Linked DNA regions of Mus musculus: region 2 is linked to region 1. Evidence: chromatin contacts called from public HiChIP or PLAC-seq data. All regions are on one chromosome and are shown on one strand. The core of a region is the stretch at or near the end of the contact, and the rest is flanking DNA. Distances in the headings are between cores, read along the strand shown.

Region 1 (4,446 bases), core at 837-3,336:
TCAGGGATTATAGTCAAGTGATTGTATGAATCTCAGAAGAGACTTTGAACTTTGGACTTTTATCATTATTGACACTGCTATAGACTATAGGGACTTTGGAAGTTGGACTAAATGTACTTTTTTATTAAGCTATGTGTCTATATGCCCCCCATAGACTCATGTGTTTAAACAAGCCTATGGGGACCAGGGAGTGAAATGTGATGGTTTGTATATGCCTGGTCCAAGGAGTGACATTATTAGGAGGTATGGCCTTGTTGGAGTAGGTGTGTTACTGTGGATATGAGCTTTAAGACCCTCATCCTAGCTGCCTGGAAGTCAATATTCTGCTAACAGCCTTCAGATGAAGATGTAGAACTCTCAGCTTCTTCTCCTGCGCCATGCCTGCCTGGATGTTGCTCCTGCCTTGGTAATAATGGACTGAACCACTGAACCTGTAAGCCAGCCCCAATTAAATGTTGTCCTTATAAGAGTTGCCTTGGTCCTGGTGTCTGTTCACAGCAGTAAAACCCTAAGACAGATTACCATCCATCCAGAAATTATGATCCCCTAATGTTGGAGTCTCCAAAGTCCCTCATGTCCCCCAAAGCTCAGCAGTGGTCACAAAGCCTTTCACATGGGCATTCAGAGGACAGTTCTGATCTAAACAACAGCAAACAAAAGCCTTGGTTTCTGCGACTCCTGTCCCTCTCTACCATTCACACTGCTCACAGGTCCCCACCCGACTGCTCTGGATAGGGCTCCAGAGCTTGGGCCAGCCACATGAGGGCCTAGCATAGGATCCATCTTGGACTCTAAGTAACAAAGTCTCCATGGGACCCCTGCCTGAGTCCAGTCTCTCACTCTCCCTACCAGACACCACATCTCACTTCTGCCGCAGATGCCCCAGAGCTAGTGTGGTATGTCACTGTAGGGCAGAGTAGAACACGCCTAACCACCTTCCAGGCAGAGGTCTTGGTTTAAATCTTCCCCACCAGCCATTCCCGAGAACTCCTGTCCTCAGAGACCATGACTCCAGACTGCACGCAGATCTCAGATCCAAACCCACTACCCAGTGGCTGAAACAGGCTAGAGTCATCTGGGAACAGGCAACCTGGATAGAGAAAAAGCCTCCAGCAGATGGGCTGTAAGCAAGCCTAAGGAGCATTCTCTTGATTAATGATTGATGTGGGAGGGGCAGCTACAACAATCCCCTCATTCCTGCAAAAGCAGGCGACTGTCCCACATGGGACAACTCTATGTATTACTAGAAACAGTGCAAGCCCCCTCTTTCTCAACCACGCAGCACACCCCTCAGTTCATGGGGAAACCACTCCCGTGGCTGTCGTAGCTAGGTGAGCACACCTGGGATGCTGGTATGTGATGTGTGTGCGTGCAAGCTGTGTGTGGGCAAGAGGTGGGTGTGTGCACACCTGGGAGCATGTAGTGGGTGTGCCCGTGCATATGGATGGATGGATGGGTGTGAATGTGTCTCTGTTATGACTGATAAAAATGTCTTAATGAAAAAATTTTAGAAGATTCCAGGGAAATAAGTCTGGACTGTCAAGGGGAGGAAGGCGAGATGTAAACATGTTTTTCCTGTTTCTTAAATGCAATCGGCTTTCATTTTGCTCTTTGTGTACAGTAAACACAAGCTTAGCAGGGGGCGGGGAGGGGGGCAGACTTCCTGCTGCCCCAACAGACTCTGCCCCCTGCATGCAAAGAGGAGGCTACCTCTGTTCCACAGGATGATGCCAACAACAGACATCCCAGCAGCTTGCCGAGCTGATTCCTTGGGTCTCTTAACAGTCTCTTAGTGAGGCCCCAGAGAGTCACTATCCACTTTGTCAGCTTACAGGGTCCACCAAAGACTTTGCCTCTGAAGTCTCCAGGCCTCTCAGTTACATCATGGAAAAAAAAAAAAAAAAAAAAAAAAAAACAGTGATCCATCCCCAGGTCAATTCCATTCCCGCACAAGCAGAGGGGTCAGCCATCAGTGGCAGCCCTGCTCCAGCAAAATGCACCCTGGGAAGGCTCAGATGGGAGGCACGTTACCCTCAATCTGCTCCCCTCTTACCTAGTTTCACTCTGAACATTAGGACCAGAAGCCACTGGGGCAGATAGCACAGGGCAGAACTCTGCTAAACATGACTTCCCAGGTGGCCCTGGGCAAGTCCCTGACCTTTCAAGAGCCTTAGTTACCCCAACCAAATAGCTCTGCAGTTTCCTGAGTTGGGGGGTGGGGAGGGGAAGGGAGTCAGAAAGACTTCCTCAGAAGTTAGAGGGGCCTTTCTCCAGCTCTCTAACCCAGGCTCTCAGTGACCTTCCAGGTCCCCTCACACCATCCACCCTTCCCCAGGGCCCTGCACTGTCCTCAGCTCTCTAGACCCCTAGGCCTCCTCTCAGATCACTGGAAAAACTCTTCTGTCTGTAGAAAGAGGACAAGGACACAGCTCCCCACTGCTCCCCACACCCCCCATCAGCTTGAGGAATTCCCCTGAACTTTCAGGAACTTAGACTCAGGCCACACTGGGTTCATGGCTTCTTCTTTTGTTTCTGGTTTTCCCCCCACAAGCAGGTATGGCTTCTTAGCTCTTAGACTATAGCTCTTCTCAGGGCTGGGGGTGGAAGGAGGTGTGTCCAGTGAGGCCAGTCTCTGGGGTTCCCTTTCTCAAAGGCCCATGAAAAAAATCAGTGAAAAGCTGAACTTTCTAGAAATTCCAATCCCACTGGCTCCAGGCCCCTCAGTGCCCAATCTCTGCCCCCTCCTCCAGGCAGGGAGAGGGGACGGGGCTCCACGGATGCCAGGGCAACAGGTGGGGCGGCCAAGGTCAGGAGTGCTCACAGCTGCAGACTCACCCTCAGGCCCCACCCCAAAAGAGCCCAGCATGTGAGAGGCTACCCAGGCATAGAGGACAGGCCAGGAAAGCTACACCAGATCTGGCATTTCACAGCTGGGTCAGGAGAACGGCAGGGTATACTGACTGGAGCCTCCTTCATGCCTTTGGCACCCTGGGTCCCACGGCCAACCAGAGTTCCTGTTGAGGCATCTAGGAACACTGGTTTCTTGTCCTCTTATCCTTGCTAGCATGTTCTGGGCTGGGATAGCCACTGCCATCTTACCAAAGGGGGACACAGTGGCCCAGGGGTGGTGCCTGTGCTGAGGAAGGGTCACAGGTCCTGTCTCATATGAACAGGACAGGAAGAAGCCTGGTGTAAGACCAGTTTTTTGGTTTTGGGTTTTCTTTTTGTTTGTTTTTGTTTTCATTTTTCTCCCAATATAGAAATAACCTCTCCTAGACAAAGGGAAGGCAGGGTTGCTAATGACCTTGGCCTCCCTGCCCAGCTGCTCTAGTGCCTTGTCCAAGCTGGTGCTCTGAGTGACACAGGAGCCATCAGATGTTGGGTTCCGCACCTCCTCACTGGTGCCTCAAATCCCTAGCTCACCATGGAGATGGGTATAGTTGCCCTGGCCTGAGCCCAACATGCGTCCTCCAGTCTCCCCACAAATGGACACTCAAGATTGTTGCCACAGTTTCACCTCTAGTCAGGTGCACAATGATAATAGATGTTCTCAATAAAGATGTGCATCACGAAGTGGGAAGGGCTTCCTTCCATCACGGGAATTCCCATGCTGGGCCAAAGGCCCCAAATTCCAGGTTCCTAGCAAACTCACCCTGTAGGCAGAGCAAGAAACAGAAAGCTGGGGCTGGAGAGATGGCTCAGTAGTTAAGAGCACTGACTGCTCTTCCAAAGGTCAAGGTCATGAGTTCAATTCCGAGCAACCGTATGGTGGCTCACAACCATCTATAACCATCCAATGCCCTCTTCTGGTGTGTCTGAAGACAGTGACAGTGTGCTGAGTACTCACATACAATAAATAAATAAATAAATAAATCTTTAAAAGAAAGAAAGAAAGAAAGGAAGGAAGGAAGAAAGGAAGGAAGAAAATAAACAGAAAGCCAAGCCACCTCACCTTAAACACATGTATGGCTTAGGACCTCGTACGATGTCCTCATCAAGATGGCCTTCCCGACCACATTCCATGATTATCCAAGAGCACCTGGCTGAGCCTGCAGGACTCAGCTCCTCCCCACTTTCCCTGCTCCACTCATCCTTCACTCACTTGGCCACCAAATCAGCAACCTGCATCACTCTGAGGCGTGCATGAAGAGAGTCTCTTGCTCTGCTTTCAGAGAGAATGGCAACCTGGGCTCTCTGCCCCATCCCAGGTGTTATTTTGAGGGGGCAGGGGATAGGGCGCCCAAGGGAAGTGAGAGAGCAGTGGAGTGACTCAGAGGTGCTGAGAAATGGAGCAGCCCCCACATCCCCAGGGCAACCAGGGTAGCTAGAGAACAGGAAACCCGACAGCAGCGGATCATCGTCTGAGAGGACAGAGGACCATGAGGACAGGGGTGGTCCATCAATGCTATCAGGAAGGGACACTCAAACTCCCATCATACCAGGCAG
Region 2 (4,446 bases), core at 1,270-3,769, 120 kb before region 1:
TGTGGGTGGTCACATGGGCCTGGAGGCCTGGTCCCTGTACTCTGTGAAAACTCCTAGGTCTGACTTCAGTATGACAGAGGCTGGCCTTGGCCTGACACAGAGCATGATTCACATCTGCTCGGGGACTCTGCTATGCCCCTTTGTCCCCATCACACAGGACATATAAATCCAGGTGCCTTCTCCTAGAGACAGCACCAAGACTGCATGCAGCTTGGCTGTCATATACCAGAAACACCGAGATCCATGGATCACCGTTCTTTGTGAGATAGGGCCTGGAGTATCCCACACTGGCCTGGATGCTGTGTGGCCAAAGACAACGCTGATCCTCCTGCCTCCGCCTTCCTCCTCCCCTGCCCCCGATGCTGGATTACAGTTAGTGCCCCTGAGTCCAGTTTACTCAGGGCCCTGTGCATGAAAGGCAAGCACTCTGCCAACTAAACCACACTCACATCCCATTCCTTGTCATTTAAAGAGCAAACATGACTCACAACACCAAAGCAAACTCCCCTGTGTTCAAAAGCAGTGTGTTAACTGTGCAGTGATCAGAAAGCAGGGATGACTGGCAAATGGTCTGAACCCCACAAATGTTCATGCTTCAGGTCACACTCATGACACATAAGAATGGGCTGGAGAGATGGCCCAGCGGTTAAGAGGCTCTGAGTTTGATTCCCAGCAACCACATGGTGGCTCACAACCATCTGTCCCGGGTCTGACGCCCTCTTCTGGCGTGCAAGCACACATGTAGACAGAGCACTCATCAGACACTGCTTGGCAGTTCTCCTTGCCCTCTGATGAGCCAGCCAGCTCTGTAGAGGGTTCCTCTGGAGATGAAGATGGGTATGCCAGCCTAGATATCGGGCTTCCAGGTTTCTACTTCGCCAAGCTCTCCAGGAAAATCTCCAAGAAGAGGGGATGTTTGAGCGGGGAAAAAAATCAATGGTTCAATATCAAAATGACTCTGGGAATCAGACGGCATTTGGAGGAGCAGTCATCACTTGGGGTTGAGGGCGCTATTAGCATCCGATGGGTGGGGGCAAGGGCGTGCTTAAGGTCTCCTATTGCAGAACACCCCAACACAGAGAGACCTAGACCCAACATGGGGCCAAGCAGGGCTGAGTCCAGGAACAGCTCATCTCTTCTCCCCGGAGTATGCCTGAGAGAGGGCCAACCCTGACTGACAGCCCCCAGTCTGATTCCTAGACAAGGGGCAAGCTGAGGGCCAGCTCTCAGGTTGAGATGACCGTGGCCCCACCCCCAAGCCGAACCCTGCCCACTGCCCACCCTGAGGACAGGGAAACAGGAGGGCCACAGAGCAGACGAAGCGTCCTGCCTCTGGTCGCCACAGCCTGGGGTTCAGGCTGGGAAGGGAGAAAGAGAGCCAGGCTGTCAATAGGACATCCATCTCCTGAGCCCTACACGTGGATGACCTCATCCGCACAGTAGGTAGAACTGGATGAAGGCTGATACTGCCCGACCTCCCTCCTACTCCCGGCAGGCTTCGCAGGCAGCCACGGCTTACCAGGTTTTCTATGGAGCACTGGAACTCGCTAATCTTCTTCAAGGTCTCCTTGTCCCGCTTCACTTCATTGATGTACATGGCCAAGTCCTGGAAATCAAGACAGGATCAGGGCACTGAGTCACACACGGGGTGACCTCCCAGCCCCTTCCTAGCCCAGCTGGTCATTCCACACTCTTCCTCCATCTTGCCTGGGGCCACTCCAACTCTGGGCTATGGGAGTAAAAACCACCACACACAGGGAACCAGGAAGGAATAAGGTGAAGAACACAACATTTGAACCCAGAGTACACACTATGCTGAAGAGGGTGCTGGGAACCCCCAAATCCAGGTTCCCCTCACTCAGAAGGCCTTCTGTGTCAGAATGGAGATGCAGCCCAGCATGGATAAGCCACAGTGGGTCACACACAGCCACTGTTTAGACCTTTCTGCTCTCACGAAGCCCCTGTCCCACCTTCCCTGAAGAGCCTGGGTATTCTGTAAGTGGCTGGGGGAGATGGAGTGGGGGGAAGGTATGAGCCCTACATAGTACTGCAATCCTCTAGTCAGTCACCAGGGGGCAGTGCTCACTTTGCTTCAGAAAGTTTGAAATGGTCTGGAAGCAATGCCCAGGGGCGGCTGGGACAGAACAGCAGGGATCCTACCCAGAAAGCAGAGCAGAGAGGAAATCCCCGGCACACAAAAGCCAGACCCACATCCTGGAGCCAGTTCCTACCTCCCTTATGGCCTCTCTTGCTTCTGGGATCACTTCAAGGGCCAGCCTACAAACCTTGCTACTGGCAGCTCCCTACCAGAAGCCACAGTTTATAAAGGGTGGGTTTTGTTCTAAATCAACAGCAGCGACAGATCTGAGCGTGTGTGGCCCTGTGCACCCTGGCAGGAGTCACAGAAGTGCACGTCTGGGAAGGAGATTCCCACAGAGACAGTAGAGCTCCGGAGGCAAAGCAGCCAGCTAACAGAGTTGCATGGAGTGTGTACTGCAACCCTGAGGAAAGCTTAGCTCCAGGGCAGTGACAGCCCAGACACTGGCTGGATGAATGGTTTTCTGCTTTGCATTGGGGACATTAAAGGCTTTTAGATTCCCTGCTGTATTAGTTTTCACTGAGGGCACTTCAGTTAGAGAACTGCATTGATCACACGGTCTTGTGTGGCCATGTCTGAGAGATTGTCCTGACTGACGATGGAGGAGAGAGGGAACTGCCCACTGGAGGTGGCGCCAATCCTAGGCTATAGAAGAGAGCTAGCTAAGCGCTCCAGAAAGTGAGACAGTAAGCAGCCTTCTTCCATGGTTTCTGCCTTGAATTCTTTCCCTGATTTCCCTTCATGACAGACTGTGACCTGGGAATATAATCTAAAATAAAACTTTTCCTCCCCTAAGTTGCTTTTGATCGTGGTTGTTCATCACAGTAACAGAAAGCAAACCAGGCCGCCTTCTAAACTTTGCAGTTTGAAGAGCCTCCCGTGAAAAGAAGAACACAGAGTCACAAACCCTCTTTGGAATGTCAGGAGCTATATAACCTCAGGGTACTTTGCCACAAAGGGACCCGAAGCCACACACTGGCCAGGCTTGGGTTCAGGGTACACCTGCAGTATGAGTCACATGCTCCAGGAATGGCTGACACTGAATTGTGTCTGCAGTGGGAAGATGTGGTGGTCCCTCTGCTGCGGTGACCTCAGTTCCCCAGGGGCGCCAGCCAGAGGTCCCCATGTCAGCCATGGCACCCACATTTAAGTCCATTCAAAACTGATGCAAACTTTTCCAGCTGCATGAAGTCTGCTCTCAGAGAGCAGGTAGCTTTGAGAGCCAGCGTCCTCCCCCTGATCCTGTGTGGGAGTTAGACTGCAGCACCTTCCTCTTCAAACAAGGTGTGTCTTGGGAAAAGAAGGGGACCATGGACCAGAGGACTCAGGGGTCAGGGGTCAGAAGTCAAGGCTGGAACTCACTGCTTCTATAACACTGCAATGCCAAAGGGACCTAGCCTGTGTCAGGCATTTCACCTTGTCTAAGACAGGTGTCTATGAGAGGCACAGGTATGACTGTGGGGTAGCCTGACAGTCCCTTGGCTAAGGAGTCTGGAAGGTGACTTTCTTGGACTGTGTCAAGTTCATGGCAAAGACAAGATGAGTGGGATGCAGGCAGATTAAGTGAGGAAGAGGACATGTCCTGAGCACACCTTGGGGTGGGAAAGAATAGAGCATGCCCAGGAATCTGAGCATGGCCAGGCTTCCCCGGAATCTGAGGCGTTCCTGTTACACACATCTTCAATGACCCTGGCCTGATTCAGAGAACAGCAGAAGCCACAAAGGTTTCTGAGCAGAACACAGACGAGCTTCTGAGGGCAGTGGACGGCCATACATGAGGCATAGAATGGCTGGGCAGGGGCCTTCAAAGCCAGCACGTGAAAAGGGACCTTCCAGTGAGTGACAGGGCATGGGCATGGGACAGACCTTCATCAGCAGATGCCCAGGAGGAAAAGAGGTACCCCAGGATAGAGCTGGCACCCAAAAACCATTGATGACCCCAGTGGACACTTGAAAATACAGTGTGGGGACAGGGCAACTGCAGGCAAGTGAAGTTGGGGACTTTGGACACATGGTGCAAGCAGCCTAGCCTGCTGCTCCTTCCACCATCATGTAAGTCTAAGCCCAACCGCAGTGTCCTGTCAGTGTTACCAAGGAGCTCAGTCTGGATCCAGGAGTGTGTGCACACTGGTCTGGGGACTCCCCGCTCTGCCTCTCTTACTTACCTGCATGGCTTCCAGGGCTTCTTTGAGCTGTTGTCTTTCTGGTCGGTCTGCAGAATGGCTCAGGAGCTCCTAGGGGAGTGAGAGGGAAGCTAGGGTGAGCCCTCAAGGTCTCAGGACAAAGCCACCCACCAGCTCAAGTGCAAGTCCATCTGTCCAACTCCAACACACATGGGATCCCTTACA

The links. HiChIP or PLAC-seq counts read pairs in DNA pulled down with a chosen protein or histone mark.
Region 2: a contact with region 1 is called in an H3K27ac HiChIP or PLAC-seq map of regulatory T cells, with 8 times the contacts expected there. The contact joins two enhancer-like sites. A contact is called at or near these places in 8 of 39 promoter capture datasets (the C10 cell line, the HPC-7 cell line, cranial neural crest and 4 more), 27 of 484 Hi-C or Micro-C datasets (the AML12 cell line, B cells, the C10 cell line and 15 more), 22 of 115 datasets of contacts at active chromatin or transcription factors (the 230-238 cell line, the HPC-7 cell line, Th17 cells and 15 more) and 3 of 9 other capture datasets (adipose tissue, liver and pancreatic islet).

Annotation. Positions count from the first base shown.
Region 1 is chr2:27,402,840-27,407,285 of GRCm38.p6, forward strand. All of the region lies in intron 1 of Vav2 (vav 2 oncogene), which reads right to left. Among named protein-coding and RNA genes, the nearest start is that of Vav2, 23 kb to the right of the region's middle. Within about 2 kb of position 2,087, at least 90 of the 459 cell types and tissues checked have an H3K27ac peak or open chromatin away from gene starts, as enhancers often do. A contact at or near this core is called in B cells, bone marrow-derived macrophages, muscle stem cells and 1 more, where this site is marked.
Region 2 is chr2:27,287,087-27,291,532 of GRCm38.p6, forward strand. Vav2 (vav 2 oncogene) reads right to left here. Exons shown (of 28, transcript NM_009500.2): 11 at 4,264-4,332; 12 at 1,520-1,606. Among named protein-coding and RNA genes, the nearest start is that of Sardh, 42 kb to the left of the region's middle. Within about 2 kb of position 2,520, at least 70 of the 459 cell types and tissues checked have an H3K27ac peak or open chromatin away from gene starts, as enhancers often do. A contact at or near this core is called in B cells, bone marrow-derived macrophages, muscle stem cells and 1 more, where this site is marked.